Regions from separate parts of the Capra hircus genome. Here region 2 is linked to region 1. The links are chromatin contacts, called in public Hi-C maps. All regions are on one chromosome and are shown on one strand. The core of a region is the stretch at or near the end of the contact, and the rest is flanking DNA. Distances in the headings are between cores, read along the strand shown. Region 1 has its middle 35 kb from the start of ETV4. Region 2 has its middle 9.4 kb from the start of TRNAE-UUC.

Region 1 (5,069 bases), core at 1,462-3,961:
AGATTTTGTTGGTTAACTGTGTCGAGTCACCACACACATCTTTTCCGGTCGTGTGTGCATGCTAAGTTGCATCAGTCGTATCCAACTTTAGGTTATTAGGTTATCATCCTTTAAGTTATTATTATTGTTATTAATATTGTTTAATCTTTGAGTTTTACAGTCTTTTGTGTTGGCCATATTGAGAGGCATGGGGATCTTAGTTCCCCCACCAGGGATCGAACCCTCATCCCCTGCAGGGGAAGCATGGGGTCTTAACCACTGGACTGCCAAGTCTTATTTTGGAAGAAGTAGAATCATAAAGCTTTAGTATTTATGCCATCTCAGTGTTAGTGGGGTCTAAGGGGAGATATTGGCAATGGCTTGGCTTATCGGGGACATTTCCATGGCTCATGGGTAGGTGTTTATGCCCTAAGGGGCCAGAAGCCCACAAAAATAAGATAAGATTACTGATTGAGACAATTACAGACAAATATCTCCAGTCTAGCATTAAAGATCATCCTAAATATAGTGTTTTTTTTTAAATTACATTGTAACTGATGTGTGTATATATATATATATACATATACATTCTTTTCAGATTCTTTTCTTTTATAGATTATTACAGGATACTGAGTATTATTCCTTGTGCTATACAGGAGATCCTTGCTGGTCATCTACTGTATTAAATATAGTATTTAGAAGCCATGACCTGGGTGTTCAGAGTGCTTGTTGGGTGTCACTGTTCCCAGATCTCTAAGTGGGCAGAGTTAGCGCATGTGTATGGGTACACACACCAGGCTTCCCTGGTGGCTCAGTGGTAAAGAATCCACCTGCCAATGCAGGAGACACAGGAGATGCAGTTTCGACCCATGTGTCGGGAAGATCCCCTGGAGAAGGAAATGGCAACCCACTCCAGTATTCTTGCCTGGAAAATCCCATGAACAGAGTAGCCTGGAGGGCTACAGTCCATGAGATCACAAAAGAGCTGCATACACCTTAGCGACTAAACTTAGCGACAGAAGATGAGATGGCTGGATGGCATCACGGACTCAATGGATGTGAGTCTGAGTGAACTCCAGGAGATGGTGATGGACAGGGGGGTCTGGCGTGCTGAGATTCATGGGGTCACAAAGAGTCGGACACGACTGAGCGACTGAACTGAACTGAACCACCACCGTGCACACACAGAGCCACATTAAGATTATGGGCACACCTCAGATACATTGCAAGTTTAGTTCCAGACCACTACAATAAAGCACATATTGCAAAAAAAAAAAAAAGGATCTGAAGGTTTTTTATTTGGCAATGCCATGCAGCATGAAGGATCTTAGTTCCCTGACCAGGGATTGAACCCTTGACTCCTGCAGTGGAAGAGTGGAGTCTTAACCACTAGACTACCAGGGAAATCCCTAGAGGATTTTTTTTTTTTTAAGATAATTAAAACAGGAGTCAACAAACAACAACCTTTAGGCCAAATGTGGCTGGTTGTTTTGTGAATAAAGTTTTATTGGAACGTTGCCGAGCAGCTCTTTCCTTCCATCCTTTCTGATGATAACCACATTGCTTGAGAGGTGTCAGGTATTATGGGGTTGCATTTGGTGGGGATTGTGAAAGATGTCCTAATGTGTCTGAGAATGTAACTGATAAGCACTCCGTGAGGATATAGCTTTTGGAGCTGGGCCTGTCTTGCTCCTAGGGTGTAGGAATGCATCAGGAAGAGAGTCACTTTTCCCGAGAATATGAGAACCAAATTGGACTCTGTCTTCATCTGCCATCTCAGGTTGGTCACGGCCTCCAGGAGATGACAGCAAGGTTTCCACTAGTGGTGACAGAATAAATTTACAGACATGCTGCAGAGACAGGATTTGAGTTTCTGGTTCCTCTGAGTCATGGGTTTATGCCTTTGTTAGGACCTGGAGGTTTTCTTTGATGTTTAAGGGGACACTTCAGAAGCTTCCCTTTGCCTGGTGGATCTAGAGCCTTGGGTGAGGTTTCATGTATTCCCATTCCAGGAGCAGGCCCAGGTCTGTTCCTTTGAGAGCTTTCTCCCTCATCCCTTTCAACTCAGTGACTCCCCAGCTTAAGAAGCCCATGAATAGGAGTCTGAAATACTTGAGAAAAATCAACTACCCACTGCCTGAGCTTTGGAGTCTGGTGATCTTTGCCTTTTAGCGTTATCTCTGGTCAATTCACTTCACCTCTTTGAGGCCCAGTCTCATCTGTAAAATGAAGGCCAATTATATCTTCCTCACTGTGTTATTTTCAGGATCAAACAAGATGATGTTTGTAGAACATAGTTGTTTTGTTCAGTCGCTCAGTCGTGTCTGACCCTTTGCGACCCCGTGGACTGCAGCATGCCAGGCTTCCCTGTCCTTCACCAACTCCCGAAGTTTGCTCAAACTCATGTCCATTGAGTCGGTGATGCCATCCAGCCATCTCATCCTCTGTCGCCCCCTTCTCCTCCTGCCTTCAATTTTTCCTAGAGTACTTACCATCTTAACTGGCACATAGTATGAGCTTGGAAATTATAATTCCTTTCCTTTTCTAAGACAGGATTATATTGACAACGAGTGTCTTATGTTACAGACTATAAGAGAGACATTTTTGGAAACAGGAGATGACATTGATAAGAAAGCATCTGTGTTATAAGAGAAGAGTGGGGTGGGGTTAGAGGACCCTACTGGCCTCCAAGGCTTTGACCACAAAGGAGCCAAATGGAGGCCTCAGCCGGGAGTTGTATGTTTCTAACACAAGGTGGCAGTGTTGGCAAACACACCACATCCCATGCTCCACAGAGAGGCTCAAGAAATTTTACCACCAATTTAAATTATTTTTAGAATGGGAATGTTCTTGGAGATCACCTACTCCCACGATTGGACACCTCGGGAAATGGAGGCCTAGAGAGGGGAAGAGCTGTCCCTAAGATCCCAGAGCAAGTCAATGGCAGAGCTGGGTTCCCAATGGATCGTTGTCACCCTGCTCGTTCCATCACATTCCTTGCCTCAGGGTGGGAGGTAAGGGAAATTACTAGAGCTTGAGAGCCCTTGGTTCAGTTTTAGCATCTCTGTTTTCAGAGGCACCAACAGGAGCCCCCCAAAAAGTTTATATGATTACTGGAAGTAAACAGAGAGATCCCAGAGGCCCCAAGATCTTAATTGTATATCCCTCGCCTCACTTACCGTTAATTAGTATCCTGTTGACAGAGGCAATAAGAAAACCATTTTTCCTCTCCTCCTCCCTGCAATAGTCTGGTATTTTCTTAGGTCCAGGGTGAATGGGTGGCCCAGTTCTGGTTTGCTTGCTCTCTCATAGGAGTTAAAGGACTCCAATAAATAAATAAATATGTTTTTTAAAAAGGACCCCAATCTAGCTGCATTTGTTGAGGCTTTGCTGTTGATTTGGCTTCTGCTCTATGCTAGGAACCGGGTAAGTCCTGATGGCCCCACCCTCACTGGGTGATGCTGGGAAATAACGGTTACATCCAACTCAGAGCTGAGGCGGCCAAGGCACAGAGAGGTGACGTAACTCACCCAGGGTCACGTAGGCTTTTCCAGATTCTGAGCTTGTTTTTTCTAGGCTGGCCCGGTAGGGTGAGGGAGTGGTCATGGTGGTAGATGGAGATGGCCCACCTTTAGGATTTGTGTCCTCAGACCAGGCGCTTTGTCCTGCCTCAGAAAGTCCCTGAGCAGCAGGTTCTGTGAGCCGACTCTCTCGCCCCCTCCCCTTACAACTTCCCACGGGTTCCTTTCCAGAGCAGTCACTGGCTGAACAGGTTGCTAGTGGAAATGTGGTTTTCAAATTTGGGAAATCTCCATTAAGTCCTTTTATTTAAGGAGGATGTCATTATCACGCCTCCCCGAGGACTATTACGGTTCTATTAGGCAAGGCCGCAGACTTCCTAGGTACTGTCTGGGGTCTGACTGCTGGGCAGGAAAATGTGAGACAGGAAGAAGGGGAGGCAGGAAGGGGAGAGAGAACTGGAGATGGGGAGGGGGAGGAGAAGGAAGAAAGGAGGAGAAAGAGTGAATTAAGGCAGGAGTGAGGAGTCACACACACACACACACGCACACACACGCACACACGCACACACACACACACACACACACGCAAGGGCATGCTCACCCTTTGCTCCCTGAAGTGTGGGGAGAGGGCAGAGACCCTGGCCTCTGGCCCACCTGCTAGTCTAGAGCCTTGAAAATTAGCCTGGAGGGGACATGTCGACCCTTCCTTCTTTCACCCTTTGGAGCAGACCCTTCCTGTCCTCCTGTTGCCAGTCCCACCTCAGGCCTCTGGGTTCAGACTTGAGGCGTGGGGGTTGTGTGAAGGAGAGAGGCCGAGGAGGCCCCGGGAAGGCAGTTCTGGAAACTGGGTCTGGATTCAGGGCCTCGGCCGTCCTGATGACTTCAGTGAACACAATGTTCTCCTGTCCTCTGCCCGTGTCTCTAGAAGGTAGGCTTCAGAGAAGCAGGATTGGGATTGCCTTGGTGGTCCAGTGGTTAAAACTCTGCACTTTCACCGCAGGAGCCATGGGATCCATCCCTGGTCAGGCAACTAAGATCCCACATGTTGTGAGGCGTGACCAATAAATAAATCAGTTCAGTTCAGTTCAGTTGCTCAGTCGTGTCCAACTCTTTGCAACCCCATGAATCGCAGCATGCCAGGCCTCCCTGTCTATCACCAACTCCTGGAGTTCGCTAAAACTCACGTCCATCGAGTTGGTGATGCCATCCAGCCATCTCATCCTCTGTTGTCCCCTTTTCCTCCTGCCCCCAATCCCTCCCAGCATCAGAGTCTTTTCCAATGAGTCAACTCTTCGCATGAGGTGGCCAAAGTACTGGAATTTCAGCTTTAGCATCACTCCTTCCAAAGAAATCCCAGGGCTGATCTCCTTTAGAATGGACTGGTTGGATCTCCTTGCAGTCCAAGGGACTCTCAGGAGTCTTCTCCAATACCACAGTTCAAAAGCATCAATTCTTCGGTGCTCAGCCTTCACAGTCCAACTCTCACATCCATACATGACCACTGGAAAAACCAAATAAATGAATAATAAAATTTTTTTAAAAAGCTGGGCTTTCTCTCCTCTCTTGGCT
Region 2 (4,987 bases), core at 371-2,870, 83 kb after region 1:
TTATGGTTTCATGAATGTTAAAATTTGGTAATTTCAAGTATGTAGTCTCCCAGGGCCCTTCATCTTTTAATTGAAGAAATTAACAATCTCCCCTAAGGAATCCTTGGCCAAGAGGAAAGGCAGGTGCAATGTTGACTGAGGACAGTGGCAGCCCGGGAGGACATGGTGTCATGAAGAAGTCAAATGGCCAGAGAGCTAGCTGGCCTGCCCTGAGCCCCAGGAGAGGCAGGTCACAGGGGGTATGCCACACATATGAACATGCAGACACACATGCACACCTCCTGCCCAGGTCCTGAGTCCCGACAGGAGCACATACATGCAGCCACCTGTCACACAACATCCGATCTAGAGCGGCTCAGCGCATGTGTGTTCATGACAGGTGTTCTCAGAGCAGCTAGTGGACATACCTACTCACCCTTACGGGGTTTCCCAGGTGTCACAGTGGTAAAGAATCCACCTGCCAATGCAGGAGACACAAGAGATGCAGGTTCGATCCCTGGGTCAGGAAGATCCCCTGGAGATGGAAATGGCAACTCACTCCAGTATTCTTGCCTGGGAAGTCCCATGGACAGAGGAGCCTGGTGGACTATAGTCCATGGGGTCAAAAAGAGTCACATGGGACTGAGAACACACACACACACATACTTAGGGCAGAGCCCCCGTCATCTGAGCAGAAATACCAAAGCAGGAACAGACACACAGCACAGCCACAAACACTTGATCCAGATACTCTGTCCATGGATTCTCCAAGCAAGAATACTGGAGTGGGTGGCCACTTCCTTCTCCAGGGTATCTTCCCAACCCAGGGGTCGAACGCAGTTTTCCTGCATTGCAGGCAGACGCTTTAACCTCTGAGCCACTACTCACTCCCACTGACACACACACACACACACACACACACACACACACACAACTAGATGCACTAGAAGGCACATCAGGATGGAAGTGTCCCCACATTTGTTTCCCTTTCTACATATGAATGTTCGCCCTCCGTGACCCCTTTGAGGAACAGTTCTATTAGTCCACGCTCTCAGATGGTTGGATACAGAGATGAGCTCTGAAACTCCAATGCACAGTACATGGGCTCTCTGGTCACACACACACACACATATACATGCACACACACAAGCACACAGTGATGCATGTCCTCAGCCTTTGAATTAGTTTCATTGGTTTCATTTTGAGACAGTAACACCACTCATCTCCTCTGTCAGCTTAACCCACAGCCCAACTCCCACGTTCGGCACACAGTTAATGTCCCAGTTCTTAGACCTTCAAAACTTCTCACGCTCGGGTCAAAGGGTCCTGCCTTATAATCTCTAGAGGAGCTTACACCTACAAGGAAAGGAAGTTAAAAAAAAAAACTGGTTCAAGGGCTTTGTAAGGTTGAAACATTTTCGCAGAGAAACGAACTCTGGTCATGAGGGCTCCATCTGGTGGTTATAAGCAGAACTGCAGTGCATTCTGCAAGGTACGCTCAGTCGCGTCTGACGCTATGGGCTGTAGTCCGCCAGGCTCCTTTGTCCATGGGATTTCTTGGGCAAGAATACTGGAGTGGGTTGCCATTTCCTCCTCCAGGGGATCTTCCTGACCCAGGGAGGGAACCCGCACCTCCTGCATTGCAGGCAGATTCTTTACCTCAGAGCCACCAAGGAAGCCCTGTTCTACAATGGTGGTGGTGGTTTAGTCATGTCCAACTCTTGTGACCCTCTGGACTGTAGCCTGGCAGGCTCCTCTGTCCAGAGGATTCTCCAGGCAAGAATATTGGAGTGGATTGGCATTTCCTTCTCCACGGGATCTTCCCAACCCAGGAGCTGAATCTGGGTCTCCTGCCTTGCACGCAGATTCTCTACTGACTGAACTATGAGGGAAGACCATTCTACACAATGAGCTCAAGCTTAAGCTACTCTTCCAGAGTGTGAGGACCTGCTTTTGACCCTAGACTGGTGCGAGAGGGTTGGGATGTCAAGCGCCTAGGGTGCCTGTGGTGTCTGTGGCCCCACAGCTGCATAAAGACAGAGAGTATGGGAAGAGAGCTCCCCGTGGGTTACCAAACCTCTCCCCTTCAAAGCTGCCCAGGCTTGTGTAGGTCCCAGCTTCTGTTTTCTGGATTTTAAATGGAAGGTATATGAAAGCCAGTGGGCCTGGCAGTTGTCCACTCTACAGGCCCAAGTGTCCCCTTCCAGTGGCAGAGCTGGGAGGCAGATGCGCTCAGGGCCTGCGTCTGTCTTGTTCACCTGCCCAGGCCCAACAAAGCGCCTGGCGCAGGACCTGCCTCAGGTGCAGTCTCTAACATGGAGCCAAGAATTCACATCCTACTAGGTTCCAGGGCCAGGTGGGGTGGGGCAGGGGACAGGCGGGACTCGGGGAGCCACCGAGGGGCTGTAAGGACAGGAGTGGCACGGTCAGATCTCTGTGTTGGACAAACCGCTTTTGGTGCTGTTGCCGAGAGCGGTTCCATGCAGCGAGGTGATGATAACCATCATGCTGCCGTGAGCCAACACGTCCAGTGTTCTGTGTCGGGGTGTGGAATTCTCAGGACCTGATCCAACTAAGAATCTGAAACGATCAAATAACTAATCACCCAGATGGTCAGCACGTCAGGGCAAGTGTGGGTAGCGCAGGCAATGTGCACAGGCCACCAGACCGGGAGCCGGGTCGGCCTGTGTGCAAATGCTTGGCCTGCCTCAGGCAAGCCACCTGAATTTGGGTTTGTGGTTTAGTCTATTTAAGGTCAGTTTTCTTGTCTAGTGAATGGGGATAATGGCTAAAACCTAGATTAGATCATGTGGGGAAAAGTGCTCTGCCAACTGTGTACAATTATGAAGGTTTTCTCCTTTTTAAAGGTGTTTATTTGTTATTAGACTTTTCCTTAGATCTTATCAACTGACAGGTACAGACATGGGTTAAGCTAACAATTTCTCCCCACATTTCACAGGCCACACAGTGATCCCCACTGGCCACACAGGCTTTGAGCAGAGTGTCACTCTAGCTGTCCCTGAAATTCCATGGGGAATGTCCTAAACTTTGGGCTTGCTCTGCTTTTACTCGGGAAGGCATTTGAGGGCTTGTATTGTCTTGCAACACTTTGGCCACCTGATGCAAAGAACTGACTCATTGGAAAAGACCCTGATGCTGGGAAATATTGAAGGAAGGAGAAGGGGATGAGAGAGGATGGATGACATCACCAACTTGATGAACATGAGTTTGAGTAAGCTCTGGGAGTTGGTGATGGACAGGGAGGCCTGGCGTGCTGCAGTCCATGGGGTCGCAAAGAGCTGGACATGACTGAGCGACTGAACTGACTGATTGTCTTACAAAGGGGTGGGTAGGGATGATCTTTCTGAAAAGGTGACATATGAGCAGAGACCTGACGGAAATGAGAGGGGGAGAGAGGGTTTTGAATCCAGGAGAAGAGCAATCAGGGGCAAGAGAACAGCCTGTGCAAATGCCCTGAGGCAGAGGAGCACAGAGAGAGCTCAAGTAATGGTAAGGTGGAACAGAGTGAGCAAGGTGGACAAATGTAGTCAGGGACACAGCTGGTGGAAAGAAGGAGTACACAGGGCAGGCCACTAGACGTTGGGACCTGTCTTGTTCCAAAATGGAAATCAAGGCTGCTCTGGGTGTTCTCCATGGAGAAGCTGCCAGGGACTCAGTACCACCCTGAACACCTGATGATACAAAATTATTAGTCTGGTCCCTCCGACTGCCTGCCACAAAGTCGGATTTCAGAGATGAGACATATACATCTAAAACAATAACAAAGGACGTAAGACACACAAGTATATAAGACACACACTAAACAGCGTGGCATCCATAGGCTTTGGATGCCTGGTAGGTCATTTGGTCCTGGAGTGGTCCCGGAAATCATCATGGAGGTATGAGCCCAGCATGGCCATATGAAGGAGAGGGAAGAGGGCAATCAGGAGTGGGTACGGTCCTGGCAAAGGATGGCAGGGGATAGGAAGTGTCATTCCGAGAGTAAATGTGCCACATTTCAGGAACAATGGTGTCTTGATTATTTATTTAACATGTATTTATTGAGCCATGCCCTGTTCTCGAGTTGAGCCACCTGTTGAGTGGGTGGCCCATGGCAAGTCCCCAAATCTCTCTGAACCTTAAGGCAGTATGGTAGCTACACCACCATCAAAGCCAGGTGCACACATGGGGCCCACAGTGACGGGTCAGGGGTTATGGTGGGGGTAAGGAGGCTCGCCTGGAAGGAGTTCATAGTCCAGAGGAGGGAAGGTGGCAGCTCTGTTAAGTGCAGATTATGCCTTCACAAGTCTCTGGTGGAGACTGAGACTTGCTGCTGAGAATGGGTGAGCAGAGTGGGCCTTGCGGAAGGACAGATGGCCTAGCAGGACAGGGCTGGGGGCCACACTCAGGATGAAGGGCCTGCCTCTCCTGAAACACACTTTCGAAGCAGACTTGTGCCTTCAAAAATTCAAGAGTGAAAATTTCAAAGAATCTAGCTCATTCTCCCTGTGTTGCTCAGAGAAGACTGTAAATAAGAGAAGACTTGTCAACCCACAGACAGGTGCTGAGCACCTCCCTAGGAGATCAGAGAAGAGAACCTGGCCTGGGAGCTCCTGCAGAGGGTTCCTGGGGGACCCAGCCAGGTCTTGAGGAAGAAGAGCCAAGGGGGTGAGGAAAGGGTGCCAGGACCTTTGTTTAGAGGAGAGAGGTCTCGGGCAGGGCTGGCCTGGGAAGGGGAAGGGAGGCTGGGGTTGGAGTGGGACAGGAGGGAGATGTAGGACTCGGGAAGCTCGGAGGAGGGAGGCAAGTGTATGAGCAGGAATTGGTGGAGCTGCCTGTCAGGAGGGACAGGAAAGGACAAACAAGAATACGCACTGGGCATCCTAGAGTCAGGGCAACAGGGAACAGGAACAAACCGGAAGGGAAGGTTCTGGTGGAAAACAAGGAGAGAGAATGGTGGGAGAGTCGCTGAGAGTCGGAATGGAGAATTTGGGGTGGGGTGGCAGGA

What was found. Hi-C and Micro-C count contacts between places; a contact is called where the count stands out from the background.
Region 2: a Hi-C map of liver shows a contact between it and region 1, with 8 times the contacts expected there. The contact joins two enhancer-like sites. A contact is called at or near these places in 3 of 5 Hi-C or Micro-C datasets (blood and liver).

Annotation. Positions count from the first base shown.
Region 1 is chr19:43,132,635-43,137,703 of ARS1.2, forward strand. No RefSeq gene overlaps it. Among named protein-coding and RNA genes, the nearest start is that of ETV4, 35 kb to the left of the region's middle. Within about 2 kb of position 2,712, at least 2 of the 5 cell types and tissues checked have an H3K27ac peak or open chromatin away from gene starts, as enhancers often do.
Region 2 is chr19:43,216,526-43,221,512 of ARS1.2, forward strand. No RefSeq gene overlaps it. Among named protein-coding and RNA genes, the nearest start is that of TRNAE-UUC, 9.4 kb to the left of the region's middle. Within about 2 kb of position 1,621, at least 2 of the 5 cell types and tissues checked have an H3K27ac peak or open chromatin away from gene starts, as enhancers often do.